Linked DNA regions of Sus scrofa: region 2 is linked to region 1. A link is a contact called in public Hi-C data. All regions are on one chromosome and are shown on one strand. The core of a region is the stretch at or near the end of the contact, and the rest is flanking DNA. Distances in the headings are between cores, read along the strand shown.

Evidence for each region. A called contact is a pair of places that touch in the nucleus more often than the background predicts.
Region 2: a Hi-C map of fetal heart ventricle shows a contact between it and region 1, with 3 times the contacts expected there. A contact is called at or near these places in 1 of 47 Hi-C or Micro-C datasets (fetal heart ventricle) and 1 of 2 datasets of targeted methods (alveolar macrophages).

The regions. Positions count from the first base shown.
Region 1 is chr4:125,191,330-125,195,249 of Sscrofa11.1, forward strand. TGFBR3 (transforming growth factor, beta receptor III) reads left to right here. Exons shown (of 18, transcript NM_214272.1): 2 at 3,737-3,920. Among named protein-coding and RNA genes, the nearest start is that of TGFBR3, 56 kb to the left of the region's middle.
Region 2 is chr4:125,369,440-125,373,359 of Sscrofa11.1, forward strand. No RefSeq gene overlaps it. Among named protein-coding and RNA genes, the nearest start is that of CDC7, 88 kb to the right of the region's middle.

The DNA.
Region 1 (3,920 bases), core at 367-2,866:
TTGTAAAATGCCTTTTCTGCTTCTATTGACATGTTGATATGATTTTTCTTCTCGCTTTTCTTCTTTTAGTCAGGTGGTGAGATGGATTACAGTGATTGATTTTCAAGTCAAAAATGTTGCATACTTGGAGTAAATCCCAGTTGATTGTGGTGTGATTGCTTGTCTACATTGTTGGATTAAGTTTGCTGATATTTCGTTGAGGATTTTTGCATCTGTGTTCATGAGAGATATTGGTCTCTGGTTTTCTTAGAGTGTCTTTGTCTGCTTTTGGTACTAGGGTAATGAGGTAGAATAAGTTAAGAAGGATTCCCTGTGCTGCTGCTGTCTCATGAAAGAGGGTGAAGAGGGTGGGTGTAATTTCTTCCTTAAATGTTAGGTGGAATTCACCAGTGAGTCCATCTGGGGCCAGCATTTTTTAACGAAAAATTTCACCTTACAGAGATCCAGATCTGAGTCTGAGGCCTTGGGTGACTGGGGGAACCTAGGAAGAATCAAGTTCATTGAAGTTGCTGTCCTGTGCTTTAAAATGGGGTTGAGACATCATCTTGTGGGGCTGTTGGAAGGATACACAGCACCTAGCACTGCCCGGCCTAGAGCGAGCACTTAACGGGAGCTGTGTGTGTGTGTGTTTATGACTTCCTAGACCAGATGGACATTGTGTGTTGAACTGGTGAAGGCACCCTTTCTTCTCTACCCTTGGAGGGTGGGGGGCTAGTTCCTGATTTCCCCTCCCCTTCCTTTTGCTTTCCTTCCTTTTCCTCGTCTTCTCCTTGCTCATCTTCCCCCCTTTCCCTTTCTTCTCCTTCTTCTCTTTCGTCTTTGGCTTCACCTTTTTGGCTCGAGGATGTATTAATCACATGTTATTACGGCTTTTTTCTTTTTTAAACTTGGAGGAGAAGAATGCCCTAAGGAGCCTCAAAGCCCAGCCCTATGCTGTGTCTGAGGGTCCAGGGCTCCCTGTACTGAGGGTGTGTAACACCCGCCCCAGGGGGGCTCTGTGAAGTGTGGCTGTTGTTTCACCTGATCAGAGTGTGCTCTGTGCCTTGCTCTCTCTCCTTTGACCTTGGACCCTGCCTCCTAACTCATGGCTGGTGCTGCAGCTCGTGAAGTGGGCTGTGTCCTGTCTTGGACCCTGGTAGGACAGAGAACAGAGACTCTTAAGGCAAAGAGCACGTGTCTTCAGCTGGGGCAGCCCCTCTCTGCTTCTCTCCCTCTTTGGGGAAGACCTGATGCTCTGGTTAGTTACCAGTGAGTTTGTGCTCTCGCCCAGTGTGGAGATGAGGGATGTGGGGCCTTATGGGAGACCCTGGTGGGTGCTGGTGGCATATAAGGCAGATTGCCAGCCCTGTGCAGGTGTGCTTTGGGCAGCTCTCCAGCCCTGTCAGAGCTTCGCACCTACATACAGAAATGAAAGTGAAAAGTGTTTTTGTTTGTGCTTAATTTGTGACAAAGACGAATTCGTGGCAGGAGGCTGTGAGGCAGGTCAGGAGGGCCTCCTGGTGTGGGAGCAGTCGCCCCTGCTCATCCCGGAGCCAAGGAGGAGCAGGGGACGATTCCTGGAGCTCTGCGGTGGGGACTACATCCGGCGTCTGACTGCGGCTGGTGAGGGCAGGAGGGTGGCGGGGGACCCGCTCGGGGACTCCAGGGACCCCTGTGTCCGGTACCTTCTGCCTTCCCCTCAGAGAGCAGCTGGGCACGGGAGGGCGGTGCGGAGGGTGGCAGTGACTCTTTGAGAAGGCACACACTTCGTTTCAGACCAGCTGACTGTTATCAGCCTAGATAATTTCCCTGAGTTCTGAAATAGACTTGGCACACCGGGCAGGCTGTCTGCTTATAGGACCGCAGTGCGGCGGCAGGAGTGCCTGCTTGTGACCTGTGTTTGCATTTGCAACTCGGGCTGTCATCCTGGAGGGACTTGTCTTGTGTAGACGTCAGGAGGAACCAACTGGAGTGCATTCAGGCCTTTGATCGGCTTTCATCTGGAAGGCTGTGGTTGAGAATATGCCATGGTGTTCTGTCTCCAGGGCGCGATGGGGACAATACCAAGCTTACAGAGGTGTGTGAGGTTTAAGTGTCGCCACTTCCTTCTTGTTTCTGGATGGCCCTCTATCAGTTCAGCTAATGGACATCCCATTACTGTCCAGTCTGTCTCCCACGTTAGCTCCTCACAACCAAATCCAGGTCCCTAATCACCAATCAGAAAGGGGGCATTTTTTTTTTTTTTAAAGCTCAATGATTTTTTGAGCATCTCGTGCAGGTGGGGCGCTCTGGTGGGTGCTTGAGGATACAGAGAGAGTGACCCAGAGCTCCCAAGGAGCTCACACTGGACTGGCAAAGACAGACATGTGCACTGGTGGTTACAGTGCAGAAAATGCGACAGCAGAGGGGGCAGAGACGTTACAGGGGACAGAGGAAGGGGTGTTGGTTATAGGCGTGGAGAAAGAGCAGGAAAGGCTTTGGGAAAAAGGAAACAAGCTTGGATGAAGACATGGAGTTGAAACCTTTAAGCCACTTGGGCTTTGCTGGAGGCGGGAGGGCTGAGGCCAAGAGACAGGATGATCAAGAAAGGCCTTGTGGGAGTTCCCGTCGTGGCACAGTGGTTGACGAGTCTGACTAGGAACCATGGGGTTGCGGGTTCGATCCCTGGCCTTGCTCAGTGGGTTGGGGATCCAGCATTGCTGTGAGCTGTGGTGTAGGTTTTAGACGCGGCTCAGATCCTGTGTTGCTATGGCTGTGGCAAAGGCCGGCAGCTGCAGCTCCAAGTAGACCCCTGGCCTGAGAACCTCCATATGCCATGGAAGTGGCCCTAGAAAAGGCAAAAAGACCAAAAAAAAAAAAAAAAAAGAAAGGCCTTGTGTACCAGGCTAAGGCACAGGCTTTATTCACGGGCCACGTGCCCAGAGATGGGAGGCGTAGGACTTGGCATTTGGAATAACCCTTCAGTGAGGACCACCCCGCGTTAGGTGAAGGCAGTTGTAGGACTTGAGACCAGAGACGCCTTTTAGGAAGCTCTGCAGTCGTCCAGGGACAGAGACAGTGAGGGCGGATGGAAGTAGAGTCGGGGGTGGGGGGATGGCTGGATTTGGGATTGCAGTTCTGGTTGATTAGAGGGAGGGAGAATGAGCAAGCAGGAGGTGGGTATGACCAGGCCTCTACTCTTTGTGAGGCTCTGCTCATGTCCTGCCCCTCTCGGCGGGGGGGGGGGGGGGTCTTTCTGTCCACGCCCCAACTGCTGGTGCCCCTCTGGCCCCAGTTGCCTCTGCTCCGTTCATCTTGCTTTTGTATGTTCTTAAGTTTGTTTGGCTTTTCCCTAAGAAGGGGAAGCTCTTAAAAGGTAGGATGTGCATATTCTGCTTTTTGGGGTGCAGTGTTAGGTATTGAATGTTACTTATGCATAATATTATGGGGGCTTGGGAATAACTTCTTCCATTGAACTCTGGCTTTCTTCTGAGAAGGAAAAATTGAACACCAGTGTCAATGGGAGGCTTCCTTCATCCAGAGGAATTCATTCGTGACCTGTGTGTCTCAAGAAGGCATTTAAACAAGCGGATACACGCCCCGATCATCCCAAAGGAACTGAAGAGATGGGGGTTTTTAAGGAATAGACTCCCACTTTTGTCATTTAGTTCCGGAAACAGCTTACCTGGAACGGCGCCTCTGGTGGGTTGGCACATCACCCAGGACAGTGCATTCAATTGTGGTCCAATTAATTTCGTGTTTGTGGTTCCCTCGGCAGGTCCAGAGCCTGGCGTCCAGTGTGCGCTGTCGCCTGTCAATGCCTCCCACCCGGTCCAGGCCTTGATGGAGAGCTTCACCGTCCTGTCGGGGTGTGCCAGCCGGGGCACCATGGGGCGGCCACAGGAGGTGCACGTCCTGAACCTCCGCGCCGCCGACCAGGGGCCCGGGCAGCCGCAGAGCGA
Region 2 (3,920 bases), core at 507-3,006, 180 kb after region 1:
GACCGAGGGCAGGGGCGGTGTTTCCGGCCTAGTACCCGGTCCATCATGTGTTGCCTATCCCCGTACTTCTGCCTTTTCCAGAATGTTCCACGTTTGTGTGTGTGCCACAGTCTGTTCCTCCTTTGCTCGGTGGGGATCCATTGTGTGGCTATAGCACGGTTTGCTCACTTTTTCACCTCCTGAAGGTCACTTGGGTTCTTTCAGTTTCGGGCCTTTAGAAAATAAACCCACGAACAATATTGACGCACAGGGTTTTGTATTAACAGGTTTTCAGTTCACTTGGGCAGATTTCTAAGCATATGAGAGTAAGATGCCTAGTTCCAATAAATGTTTATAAGTGTATGCTTCACTTTATTAAAAATAAAACACTGCCAGCCCCCTTTCCCAAGCAGCTGAAAGATGTCGCGTTCTCCCCAGCCGTGTACAGAAGTTCCATTACTCTGCCTCCTCACCAGCACTTCGGGTTGTGTTTTGTGTTTTAGCCATCACTCAGAGGTGTGGAGGGGAGTCCCTCTGTGGCTGTCATCGGCATTGCCCTAATGACTAATGTCTCTGAGCATCTTTCGTGCCGGTCTGCCATTCTCCCGTCTTTGGGTTAAAGATCAGCTCGCATCCATGAAAGTGACCTGGTCAGAGTTATGCTCTGGGAAGAGGATCCTGGCGGCAGAGCGCTGTCTTGTTATGTGTTGAATGAGGCCCAGTTGCACCTGCCTCTCCTGGGTGTTTATTAGAAAGGCAGCGCCTCGGCCCCAGCTCCAGGAGATCTCTAGGGGGTTTGTATGCATGTTAAGACTTTGAGCAGCACTAAATTGAAGGAAAAATAAAAGCAGGGGCTAATTTAAGAAGCTGCTGCGACACAGAGACCTCAGGGAGGCTGAGCCTCCGGAAGGCTAAGGAAAGAGTCCACGTGTGTCTTGCTGACCCGCCTGAAACCTGGGTCAGGGTTTGAGCGCCTGTCTGTCTCTTCCCTGGGTGCCCCCGCTGGCTGGAGGCCCACGTGGCAGCGAAGAGGGTGTTCACAGGAAAACAGTCTCCTGGGATCCCAGACACATCCCCCAGGCCTCCCGTGTCGGCCTGTGGGACCGAAGTGCAGGGAGGAGGCTGTGGTGTCAGAAAGCGGAACAGGATCCCGTTGCTCCAGCCAACACTGACAGCCCTCTGTGCGGGCACCTGGGCAGGGCTCAGCCCTCAGCTAAGAGTTCACAGTCTCGGGGGTGGGGGGGTGGGTAGACAGACGCAGCTGGCACTAGGCGTGGTAAGAGTCATAGCAGAGACACAGAGAAAATCCTGGATGAGCCCAGAGAAGGGAGAGACTGATGGGGTGGAGGTTGGAGGAAGGGCAGAAGGAGGCGGAAAGAGTTAACAGCTGATGTGGGATTTAGAATCTTAAATTAATAGCTAACATTTCCGGAGCAGTGGCCATGTGCCAGACCCTGTATTTTGGAGATGATTGCCTTGAACCGCCCCCCAGAGCCCCATGGGCAGAGACTGTCTTAGCCCCATGATGGATAAAGTATCACGGGCATGGGATCCAGGAACCGGCCCGGGGACCACAGTGTGATTCCCACTCTGCCTGGCTCCGAAGTTCGCATCCTTAACTGACCATGCATGCACCGGGAGCCTGGCCTGGAGAACCCCAGGGGGACAGATGCAGAAACCCGTCCCTGGCCCCAGCAGCTCCCCATCCTCAGCCCGGCCCCAACGCTGCCCAGCAGGACTGAAGACAGTGAACAGATGGCTGGACCACGGCTCCTGGCTGCCTGCGGAAGACTGGGCCTCGGGCGGGGGGGGCCCTGCATCTCCCCGTCGCTGGGGAGCTGCACCACGGTCAGCCTCGGCTCCAGCCACGGCCTCGCCCCGCAGCCAGGGCTGGACAGTATCAAAGGCTTGGCTCTGTTCGATCCCACGTGACGGTGGATTTCTCTTCTATCTGAGGAGATAACGCCAAAGGCAGGCTCTTGGTGTTTCTCAGCCTCACCTGACAGCCTGGAGGCCTGGGCCTTGTGCAGATCTCCAAAAAGGAACTGCTACAGTTGTGAGACGTAAACCTGGAGATGCCCGCTAGCCACGACCCTTGGCATGTCTCTGTCAAGGCCTCATGCCCCTCGAGGAAAGCTGCTTGGGTGCAAGGACACAGAGCCCGTTATGTCAAGGCCTTCCTGCCACGCTGGCCCGCCATGGGCACTCAGGAGGTGTTGGTTGTGCTGACTGCTGAGGAGGCTGGAGCTCACGGGGGTCTGGCATGCAGACCCTGGAGCCAGGCTGCGGGCTGGATCCCGTCTCTGCCACTCACTAGCTGTGCGACGTCAGGCAAGTTACTTAAGTTCTCTGGGCCTTCGTTTCCTCTGTGAGTTGGAGATAATAGTCCCTCCTCCTAGGGGTGTCATGAGGCTTAACTGAGTCGTCACCAGTTAAGAGCTTAGAAGGGGATCTAGCCCATAGTAAGCACCCAGTAACACGCGTCATGGAAGAATTGGAAGAAGGCTGTCTCTGGAACTCGCCCTGGGTGGAAGCCTCCGCTCCCGCCCCTTCTTGCTATAACGTCAAGCAAAGAGCTGAGCCTGAGCTTCAGCCTCCACATCTGAAAAAATAAGGACGATAACACCTGCCCCGGAGGATGAGGCAGAGGAGGAAAAGGGTGACCCAAGCAGGGTGTGCAGCACCCACCCAGAGGGAGCCGGCTCTCATTGTCTGGTTTCTTTTTCTTTTCTCTTTTCCTTTGTTTTTTTCCTTTTTCTTTTCTTTTCCTTTTTCTTTTTCTTTTTGGCCATTCTGCGGCACATGGATGTTTCTAGGCCAGGGATCAAACCCGAGCCACAGCAGTGACCCAAGCCGCTGTAGTGATGACACTGGGTCCTTAATCTGCTTCACCACCAGGGACTATGTCATCGTTTGGTTTCTTTCTTTTCTTCCTCTTTTTTTTTTTTTTTTTTTTTTTTGGTTTTTAGGGCCACACCCGCGGCATATGGAAGTTCCTAGGCTAGGGGTTGAATCAGAGCTGCAGCTGCCAGTCTACACCACAGACACACCAACTCAGGATCCAATCTGTGTCTGTGACCTACACCGCAGCTCAGGGCAATGCCAGATCCTTAACCCACGGAGGCAGACCAGGGATCGAACCTGTGTCCTCATGGATGCTAGTCAGACTCATTATTGCTGAGTCATGACGGGACTGTCTCCATCATTTGGCTTCTTGAGTCTCATGTCCACTGATCGGAGGGTGAGAGGCTGTGACTGCCCGGCCTGGCCGGGTGCCTTCGGCCAGCTGGGGTAGGGCTGTGCGGCAACCGAAGGTCATGGGCACCCGGGCAGCGGGCATCCAGAGAGAACCTGCCACTTGTAGGGCAGAACCAGCCAGACCCAAGGGGGAGGCCTGAGGAAGGCTGAGCAAAATTACCCCATTCCAGAGCTTCAGCACTGAAAGGGTGGCAGCCGCAAGGCCCCAAAGGAGGGGAGGGCGGACTTGATGGCTCAGGGTCAGAACCTCTGTGCCCTCCGCCCTCGGCCACGTGCCTTTCAGGCTCCGTACAGGCCAATCCGTGTCCTCCGCTACTGCTGGGCTGGAGCACTCAGCAAAGTCCGCAGACAGCGTGCGCGGTCAGAGCGCTTCCCGCACTGGGGTCAAGTACGAGGGCGAGGAGAACTAAGAGGCCAAGGTCAGCTGAAGGTCAGTGGAGGGATCCCTTGGGGTGGCCAAGGGCACGGGCTGCCGGGTTTCTGCGCCGTCGGCCTTGGGCGGATGGTCTAAGGAGCCTCTTATCACCTTGGCCTTTCAAAACGTCCCTGCTGCGGCCACTGCCATGGGACTCCTTTGACTCCTTTGGGTACAGCCTTCGTGAGTCCCTGGTGAGGGGGCGCACAGGAGGGGCATGGAGCTGACTCCAGAGACGTGGGCAGCGCAGGGTCACAGAGGATCCTGA